Regions from separate parts of the Mus musculus genome. Here region 2 is linked to region 1. The links are chromatin contacts, called in public Hi-C maps. All regions are on one chromosome and are shown on one strand. Each heading gives the region's core, a stretch centred on a gene start, on an enhancer-like site or on the middle of the called end of the contact. The rest is flanking DNA. Distances are from core to core; before and after follow the strand shown. Region 1 has its middle 28 kb from the start of Nobox. Region 2 overlaps Tpk1 (thiamine pyrophosphokinase).

Region 1 (4,425 bases), core at 960-3,459:
AATATTACTGATGTTTCATGTTCTGGTCCTGTCTCTTATGTGAAGATGGAATTGATTTGATATTTGATTTATGGTAGAATATAGAAAGAATAATATAGCTAAAAATGAACTTCCCTCATTAAACACAAATTCCAAAGACTAATCCTGTAACAATGAGTTAATTTTAAATAAAGAAGAAGATGAACATTTCAGATTGGCATATAGCTCTTAAACATAAGGTTGAGTGCTTGCTGTAAAACAGACACTGGAGTAAACAAAATTTTTAGGGCTTGCCTGACTCTCAGTGGTAAACAGGTCAGAAAGAGCTACCCCTGTTCTGGTTACTCCTCCAACTCCTTCCCTGATGTTTCTCATATTCAATTAATAGCCTAGCTTCACCATGAAAATCATAGCCGTCAGAATGAACTTTATAGAGACCTTATGTTCCCCTCCCACAACCAACACTTGGCTCCTCCTCCTACCCACACTATTTTCCTACCTCTGACCAGAGATAAACTATCCACATTCTTATCCACATTCTTATCAAGGCTGATCCCTGCACCATGCTCCTTAGCTCCCCTAGAAAGGTCCTTCTGCAATCTGCCTGCCCTATGCCTTTCATCCAAATCATTAGCAAACAATTACTTTTTAAAGTGCATTTGCACACTCCCAGCTACCACCTAACTTTGCTGTTCCTTCGTCCAGTCACTAAGCTCCTTTAAGAACCTGGTTTAGTCTATTATGTTCTTTTGCTGTGTGATGACACCATGACCCAGGCAACGTGTAAAAAAAAAAAAAAAAAAAAAAAAAGTATTTACTGGAGGGCTTGCTCACAGTTTCTGGGGGTTAGTTCATGGTCACCATGACAGGAAGAAGATGGACATGGTGCTGGAGCAGGAGCTGAGTGCTCACTTTCTGATCTGCAAGCATCCTTCCCTTGTTCTTGCCCAAACTGCTCAGTCATGATTGTGTTTCTCTCTGTATTCAAAGTGGGCTTAGGCTCTCCTCACTTCTCTCAGGCTCCCTCGCATTCCCATGCCCAACCCCAGCATGGTCTCCCATCACTTCACAGTTGTCTCACTTCTATCTTGTTTTCTTCCCCAACTTTAGCCACATCCAATCAATCTTCGACTTGAAAACCTGCAATGACTTTGAGGGGAAATACAGGTGTTTACAGTCAACTAAAATGCCCCTGGCCTTCCCTGACCTCGTTTTTTATATTCTCCCCTGCACACTGTGTTCAATTCCTCAGCCTCTTTGACAGTCTTTATCCATTGCCACTCTTCCTAAGGGCTTCTGCCACATGCCAGAATTCCAAGCATTCTTAAACCAACATGTGAAAGTGAAGTCACCTTAATGATTACATATATAATTTATGATTAATGAAAATGAATAGAATACAGTGGTACTATATAGTCTCTCAATAATCCCTCCTCTACATCTGTAAAAGTCCCAAGTAAAAATACCTCCCTCTAGAACATTCCCCTAACATGGAAATCAAGTCTTTATTCAATAATTATCTGGACTAAAATCTTTCTATGCCCATTTTTCTGCAGTTCTGGCAACAAATTGATAACCTCGGGCATTTTTTAATTAGCTGCCTTTTAAAGATGGTTTGCTAAATTAGTCAACTATGAAATCACCTCGACCAAACGATTAAGTTCAGATTGCATTTTCAATCCATCGCCTGTTTTTACTGTATGAACATACCGTCACTCCAGGATTGTTAATTACAGTGTTTATCTGCCTGTGTTTTCTTACGTACATAGCACAGTGTGAGGCCAGTGCCAGCTGGCACGTCTCTACCCTACTGTTTGAAGTGGCCTGCAAGCCACTGGGTGTTGACATTCCTATAGCTAGAAATAGTACTGCACTGCCTCCATTGTTTACCCAGGGGAGATGGTATTTAAAGATAAGCGTCCTTCTATCCAGGCAAGTCACCTGTGCCAATGGACAGGAGGAGAGCTCTAGCTTGCCTTAGAAAAGAGTCCGTTTGCCATGCTTAATTAGCATGACAGCTGTGCTGATTCCTGGGACGCCGCACACCTCCTCATGCCCTTCACACCCAAATAGGATTTGTGAAGCCACCACCATTAGCAAGTATGTGCCTATGATCTTATTTATACCTCAGATTTAGACTAGGAACCATGTAGTTTTAAACCTGCCTCATAGATGTGAATACAGAACACAAAGAGGCTTAAATAATGACAGAGCCAGAATGAGCTCTGTGACACCTGACTACAAGTCACCTCCCACACCTCTGCTGTCACCACTGACTCCAAACACCATCCTTGCTTGCATCATTTCTATCACATTTTTCTGAAGGACATGGGCTCAGAGACTCAGCTGTTCAAGCCCCTGAATCATGTGTCCAACTACAGGGATACTTTGTAGGTTTTTTTAACTACTGCCCTGATTTTTCCCCCATGCTAATCCCTCTGCAGTTTCACTAGGTTATCACTGGCCTTTCAAAAGAGCTAATGAGAAGTTGAGTCTCAGGGACTTCACTGATGCCTTTTGCCTGGGAGAAAGAGTATGTGGCCCTCACTGAACCTCTAGAGTGCAGTCTGTGGTGGCACTGACCTGATACCATAGATCTGCCCTACCACAGAAGCCAGCCTTGACTCTGAGAGAAAACAAGTAGACGGTGGTATTGATGAGGATACTTTCTGATTGGACGCTATGATCATGGACCTTAATGAACAACTCAAGATTCAATAGAACTTAATGACAACTCATCAGATGCTTTGTATTGCTGAAATTTCACCTACTCATATCACATTCTTTCACTTACAGTTGATAAAGGAGAAGAAGGATTTCATTGCTTGTAAGTTAGTCTTATCAAATCTGTGCCAAGAAGGGTGTGTTTGTTAGGTCTCAACATCTCCATTCTAGCTCTTACTGACAGTAAAGATCCTTGTCATTCTGTCCTAGATTTGTTATCTAAAACTATGTATAGATTTACATGGTCTCAGAGCTGGGGACAAGCCTAGAAGGCTAAGAATCTGGTGCTTAAAACTTTTTTTTTTTTTTTAAAGATTTATTTATTTATTATATGTAAGTACACTGTAGCTGTCTTCAGACACTCCAGAAGAGGGCATCAGATTTCGTTATGGCTGGTTGTGAGCCACCATGTGGTTGCTGGGATTTGAACTCGGGACCTTCAGAAGAGCAGTCGGCGCTCTTAACCACTGAGCCATCTCGCCAGCCCAAAAATGTGTAGCCCAGGCTGGCCTCGAACTCGTGATCCTCCTGCCTCTGCCTCCTTCAGCAAATCCTACCGGCGTGCGCCACCACTACCGGCTTAAAACTTTTACTAATGTGAAGACTGCTTGTAAATAGTAAAACTTTACATCCTGTCTCACCAGAAACACCATTACATTTAATTTAGTCTAAGATAACAAAACTATTTTAGAATATTTTCAGACATTCAATCCTAGAGTTAACAAATTTGTTCATAAGATATACATATAGTATGATTTCTTCCACCAGGTGGCAGCCAAGCCTTACTATTTTACATTATACATATTATACATATAGTTTACATTATTATATACACGGTATAGTATTCATGGAAATTGAAGCTAGTGGTTTTGACAGGGTTACGGGGTACCTACTGACAGTCAACTTGGATCAATCTCACCTGCCTGATAATGTTCACTACACTGTATTGGTGTTGGGAAACTCCAATAGTGGAGTAGTGAGGCAGCCCTGGATACGAGTTGTCCACTTAAGTCTCAGGCACCTCAGAGCAATAAATCATATGTGGCATCTCAGCTTTCCCTGCCACTATACTACACCCATATAAAAGCACTGTCCTTGACTGTGAGCTCCCATAAATAATGGAAAAAGATAGACTCAGACACAATATGAAAATAAAGCAAAAGAAACTGTCCCTATGGACATCTCTTCTCTCCTTCCCCAGACAAAGTCCTTGACTGCACAAAAGAAATATTAATAGCATGAGGCCAGTATATTTAATCTTTCTTTAAAAAAAACCGAAAGAAACATAGTATGATAGCAATACATTTCATAGACCTAATAAAGGTGGATAATAAACAGTGGGTCATAATTATTCCTTAGCTGCCACCGTTGCTCCTAGTTGGGGAAACTGTAAATTTGATAGGACAACAAGGAAAGAAACGGCGCTCTTTGCTTCCCCATTTACTATTCTTTATTTAGGATTAGTTCACTTTTGAATTCTATGGGTAGTTGTGAATCTGTGTATGGGCTGGTGCCTGTGTGAGTAAAGATGCCTACAGAATCCAGACTTGGGCATCAGAGTCCCCTGGAGCTGGCGTTACTGGCAGTTGTGAGCTTCCCAACATGGGTGCTGGGAACTGAACTCTGGCCTCTGTAAGAACAGTATGCTCTCGTAACTGCAGGAGTCATCTCTCCAGCCCCATACTTTTTGTCTTAACCAGTTTTCCTGTAAAATGTTTTTGT
Region 2 (4,593 bases), core at 1,036-3,535, 66 kb before region 1:
CTAGTGCCACCTGGCTAGTGCCACCTGGCTTATTCCCCTTCTACTCCACCAACAGGGTTGAGGTGGTCCTCATCCCTCTTAATGCTACAAACCTTTTATTCAGTTACTCATGTTATGATGACCCCTGACCTTAAAATTATTTTGTTGCTACCTTGTAAAGGCAATTTTGCTAGTGTTATGAATTTTAATGTAAATATGTGGTATGTGTCCCTCCAAAGGGGGTCACAAACCACAAGGCATCATTGGGGTACTTAGACCAAACCCAGAGAGGCTACAGACAGGGAGCTCCTGGGATGTAATCAGACAGTATCTGAAGTGAATCTGAAGTTATATCCTTTTTGTGGAATAATGTGAACAGCTATTATTTTCCTCAGAGAGCCTACACATCAAACATCTTATATATCTAAAAATGTTTTCCTTTAAAGTCATGACTTTTACATATCTAGAAAGTCACTCATCAAGAAGTAGGGTCAACACCTCAGTCCAATAAAAATCATGATTTCTGCTCTTAGAGTCATTGTCTTACAGGTTATTCATAGTTCATGGCCAGTACCATGAAATGGACAGTTTATTTCATGTCCTAAAGTCTACAAACTAAGTTTTCTGAATCCCACCTTATCTGTCTGTCGGTCTGTCTGTTTATTGATTTATTTTGGCTCTTGGGGTCTTAAGGTTTTCCCTTGCTCCTAAAAAGATATAAATTTTCATTTCCATGAATTTTCAAGTATATATTAAGTCTCTCTAAGGGTCATGTATCTTTAAATTGTATATTTTATCTAGTTGCCTTAATCCTCTTTCTCTGACTGTGAGCCCAGTTTGAAGGGAGAAGTGGGTGTGATTACATGTTTTATTAATTGGTAGGCATTGATTCACTTCCCATTGCTCAAATTCTCACATCTCTGGAGTTGAAATGAAAGGGAAGTTGGTAGCACAAGACTTTATAGTGGGTTCAGTAGGGTGTCTATATTGTGCCTGGTACAGAGAGTGAAAAGTACACAGTGTTATGGTGATGAGTGTGATGGATACTCAGAATGCCATTCTGCACCTAATCTAAGAAGGCTCTCATCTAAATGACTATCTAATATTCTAATGTTGATGACATTCTTAAATGTTGACTGTCGGGAGCCAGAGAATAAATGTAGTACCAAGAATTCTGCAGTGAATTCAGGCCTATATCCTTAATTAAGAAAAGTTAACAGTGGAAAATCACTTCTGAGTCTTATACATAGGAAATTGGATTTCCTGATGGGTAATTTAAAATACTTTGGGAGCATAAATACACCTGGAGCACTTGAGCTGTAAGTCGGTGACTCAGAGAACAAGGGCATACAATCCTGAAATAAGCAACAGCAAATGGCCACTTAAGCTCTTAAAAGCAAATTGCAGAAAATAAATTAATTCTCTTAAATATGCATGAACCTTCTGAGCGGGGAAGGTACTGAAATGGGGCTGAGTGGTTTTCTTTGTTATGTGTGTTCAGAAGTATTAATAATACCCCCATTTGTGCCATATACCTTTGAGTAGAACAAGTCCCAGAACCTTTTGGGTTTTTTAAATTGTTTCTCAAGTAATTCACATTATAACTTGGGAAATTCTGCTGAAAGAACACATTGGCCTCATTGATTTGGAAATGTAGAGTGAGTTTATCATAGTTAGGATCCCCAGGGGAGTGGAAGGTGGCTCTGACTACATTGTTAGAAGAGAGCTTTACAAAGGCTGACATAACTTTGCAGAAACTTCTTCCAAGTTAGAAACTTCCCAATAATTTTCCATAAAATATGATTTAACTAACTTCTCTTACACACTGTGGAAAGCAGTTTACGGTCTAAGATTCCTTGTGCTCAGTGTAGACTACAGGGTATGTTTAGAATGTTTATCAGAATTATTACTCAATTATTTCTAGCCCTCGTCAGATCTTTTCATTTTCGCTATGGGAACCACAGACACTAAAATTCTGGTATTTTATGCCCTTGCATACTTAAAAGCAAAGTTTATGGCTATATAATTGAATAAATAAAGGGAAAGGGGCCAAGGGGAGGAGGCAGAGATGGCAGAAACAAAAGTGGGAGCAGATTATCAACAAAGGGATGATAGGACTCCAAGCTGTCTTCTATGTACGAGCTTGGAGGAGAGCAACTCGGGGAAATGGCTTCTGCGTAGCATACACTGATTCTTGGGGTCACTTTTCTTGATGGCTGCATTTCATTTTGATGCCAAGGCAGTGAAGAGGAGCTTGGCAGCTGAGCAAGGACTGGAACCAAGGAGACATTCACTATGGGCAGATAAGGCTTAGGAAAGAAATTGGCAACCCTGCTTGAGGACAAAAATAGCCAAAACCATTGCCAAGGGCCATCACATGAGGAGAGCAAGAATATAGACTTGATTTTTTCAAAATGTGGAAAAATATTAAATCTATTCCATCTGTTGTGATGCTGTTAGTCTCTGTCAGGTTCCTTTGCTAAATAATTTCTATTTTGCCTTGATTCTGTAAAGAAGGTGGAGTTGGGCAAATTTTTCTGTTGTGTTTTAAAACAGATCTACTGACATGAATATTCACATGCAGTCTGCATAATGGTTAACGTGTGTGTGTGTGTGTGTGTGTGTGTGTGTGTGTGTGTGTGTGTCTATACTTGAATGTTTCCACTTATGCAAAAGATTCATTTGTAAGCTTTATGGTTCTTTTCTTTGTGGGGAAGATGGCTTGTCCTCGACACAAACAGCCTACAGAGATGACCCACTTTGAGCAGCTATAAAGAGAAACAGAGGCCCATTTCCAGAGCCAGGGGCAGCATTAAAACGGTCTCAAGTGTCTGTATGGCTGACTCGTGCAGTAGAAGAGCTGGTAAAGGAGAATGCATATAAAAGTATAGGTGGGATCCACTCAAAGAGGGTTTCATTGTTGCCGTTTTGCTTTTTGTGACAGAAGTCAGGGTTAGCTCTACAGAGAAGGGATGGAAGTTTTTAAGCAGAAGGGAGAGATGATCACCTTTGTACTTTAACAGATATGACTCTGAAATGATGGTATGTGCTAGATTAGAGAAAAGGTAGAGTCCATATATTTTGAATGGACTAACTCAGTTCTGTATTTATCTGAGTAAGCACTCCTTTTCAGTACTGCCTATTATCTGAATTAATTCTCAGAGGAAGTGATTATCAAAAAGGAAGGATATAGTTGAAACATTTTTTAAAAGATAGTCTCAATCTCTCTTCTACAAATCATTCTTTTTATTGTGTACCTTCCTTCAACATCTACTACCGTCATCCTCAGTGTTTGTGTAAAGGATATTTTCTTCTTTAGTTATTATTTATGATATCATTTGATCCAACCCTCCACCACTAACACAGCCTCTCAGTTCAGCCTTCAGAGAGCCATGGTTATAGGCCTAAGCTGTTCATGGCTTCAAACGTTCATTTCTGTAATCTCGTTTATCCTATTGTTATGTCTAAACCTGATAACACTTTAATGCCAAACACTTTTCTTCAGAACTAATGTGATTTAAAGTACTAATGTAGTTCTTCGGTCGTTGAAGCATCATCCCATTGCCTCCCACCCCTTTCCTTATCTCTGTGTATGTTACAGGACTTAGTATGGGTAGGTTACTGGTTACTTATGGGGTCACTACATATAGCTGCTTCCTTAAAACCCTATATCTTAAATTGAAAGTCTATCATGAATTGAAAATCTGGATCTTTAAGAACTTCAGTGATGAAATACTGTCACAGCTATTGCTACATTTCTTTTTCTTAATTTGCTTTCTTAATAACTCCCTGAAATGCTTCTCTAATCAATACACATGATCTCTCATCAAAAGTAGAATTCCTAATTCTGAGCCCAAACAGTTGGAGGCCAACCAAATCAGGATCTTTAATAAGGTCTTTATAAGGAACAACCATCAATCATTCCTCTCACCCCCTAGTTCTGCATATATTGAAAGTTTTGATCAAAGTTTTTGTACCAAAAATTACCCTTTTAAGAAATTTGAATAGTATACATATTAGTACACAGTATTATCTAATCAAAATTTGATTTGTAACAGTGTATCTGCTAATAAATTCATACTTTTAATCCTTCTAACAACTTCAAAATTGGCTGATAATTACTATAGAATTAGAGGCTCTAATTTGTACATTGATAATGTGTTTCCAATCATCAGCCAATGTAACAAAAATAATAAATTACTCTCCTGCCTTTGCCGGGATTGTGATAGACATCTGATGAATAGACTATCAAACTTTCCCCCAAGTGTTAGAATCACATGCTCTTTCTCAAGATTCATTGCCATGTTTAGCACTGTGCTAGTCAAGGCCAAGTCTTGACTGTCAGTGTCTTTACTCAACTCCTCCCTGTGTCTAAGAGAGCCTCATCAGTATGGTCACCATTGACAGCAAAGGTTCTTGAGAATCAAACAAATATAAAAGCCACACACTTGGCCAGGTAGATTGCCCCACATTTACAGTAGGCATCAACTACCTATGTAGCCAAACAGGCCTCCAAAAGAAGATTCTAGTGCCTTAGTATGTCTTTGCTGATGTGTTTTAAATCTGTGCAGTAGGAGTAAATAGTTAGCTTATCAAAATGGTTTTTATTTAAAC

Evidence for each region. Hi-C and Micro-C count contacts between places; a contact is called where the count stands out from the background.
Region 2: a Hi-C map of cerebellar granule neurons shows a contact between it and region 1, with 1.8 times the contacts expected there. The contact joins two enhancer-like sites. A contact is called at or near these places in 1 of 39 promoter capture datasets (the 3T3-L1 cell line), 4 of 484 Hi-C or Micro-C datasets (the 3T3-L1 cell line, cerebellar granule neurons, embryonic stem cells and 1 more) and 1 of 115 datasets of contacts at active chromatin or transcription factors (effector CD8 T cells).

The regions. Positions count from the first base shown.
Region 1 is chr6:43,335,110-43,339,534 of GRCm38.p6, reverse strand. No RefSeq gene overlaps it. Among named protein-coding and RNA genes, the nearest start is that of Nobox, 28 kb to the right of the region's middle. Within about 2 kb of position 2,209, at least 36 of the 459 cell types and tissues checked have an H3K27ac peak or open chromatin away from gene starts, as enhancers often do. A contact at or near this core is called in cerebellar granule neurons, where this site is marked.
Region 2 is chr6:43,400,958-43,405,550 of GRCm38.p6, reverse strand. All of the region lies in intron 8 of Tpk1 (thiamine pyrophosphokinase), which reads left to right. Among named protein-coding and RNA genes, the nearest start is that of Gm38800, 8.8 kb to the left of the region's middle. Within about 2 kb of position 2,285, at least 10 of the 459 cell types and tissues checked have an H3K27ac peak or open chromatin away from gene starts, as enhancers often do. A contact at or near this core is called in cerebellar granule neurons, where this site is marked.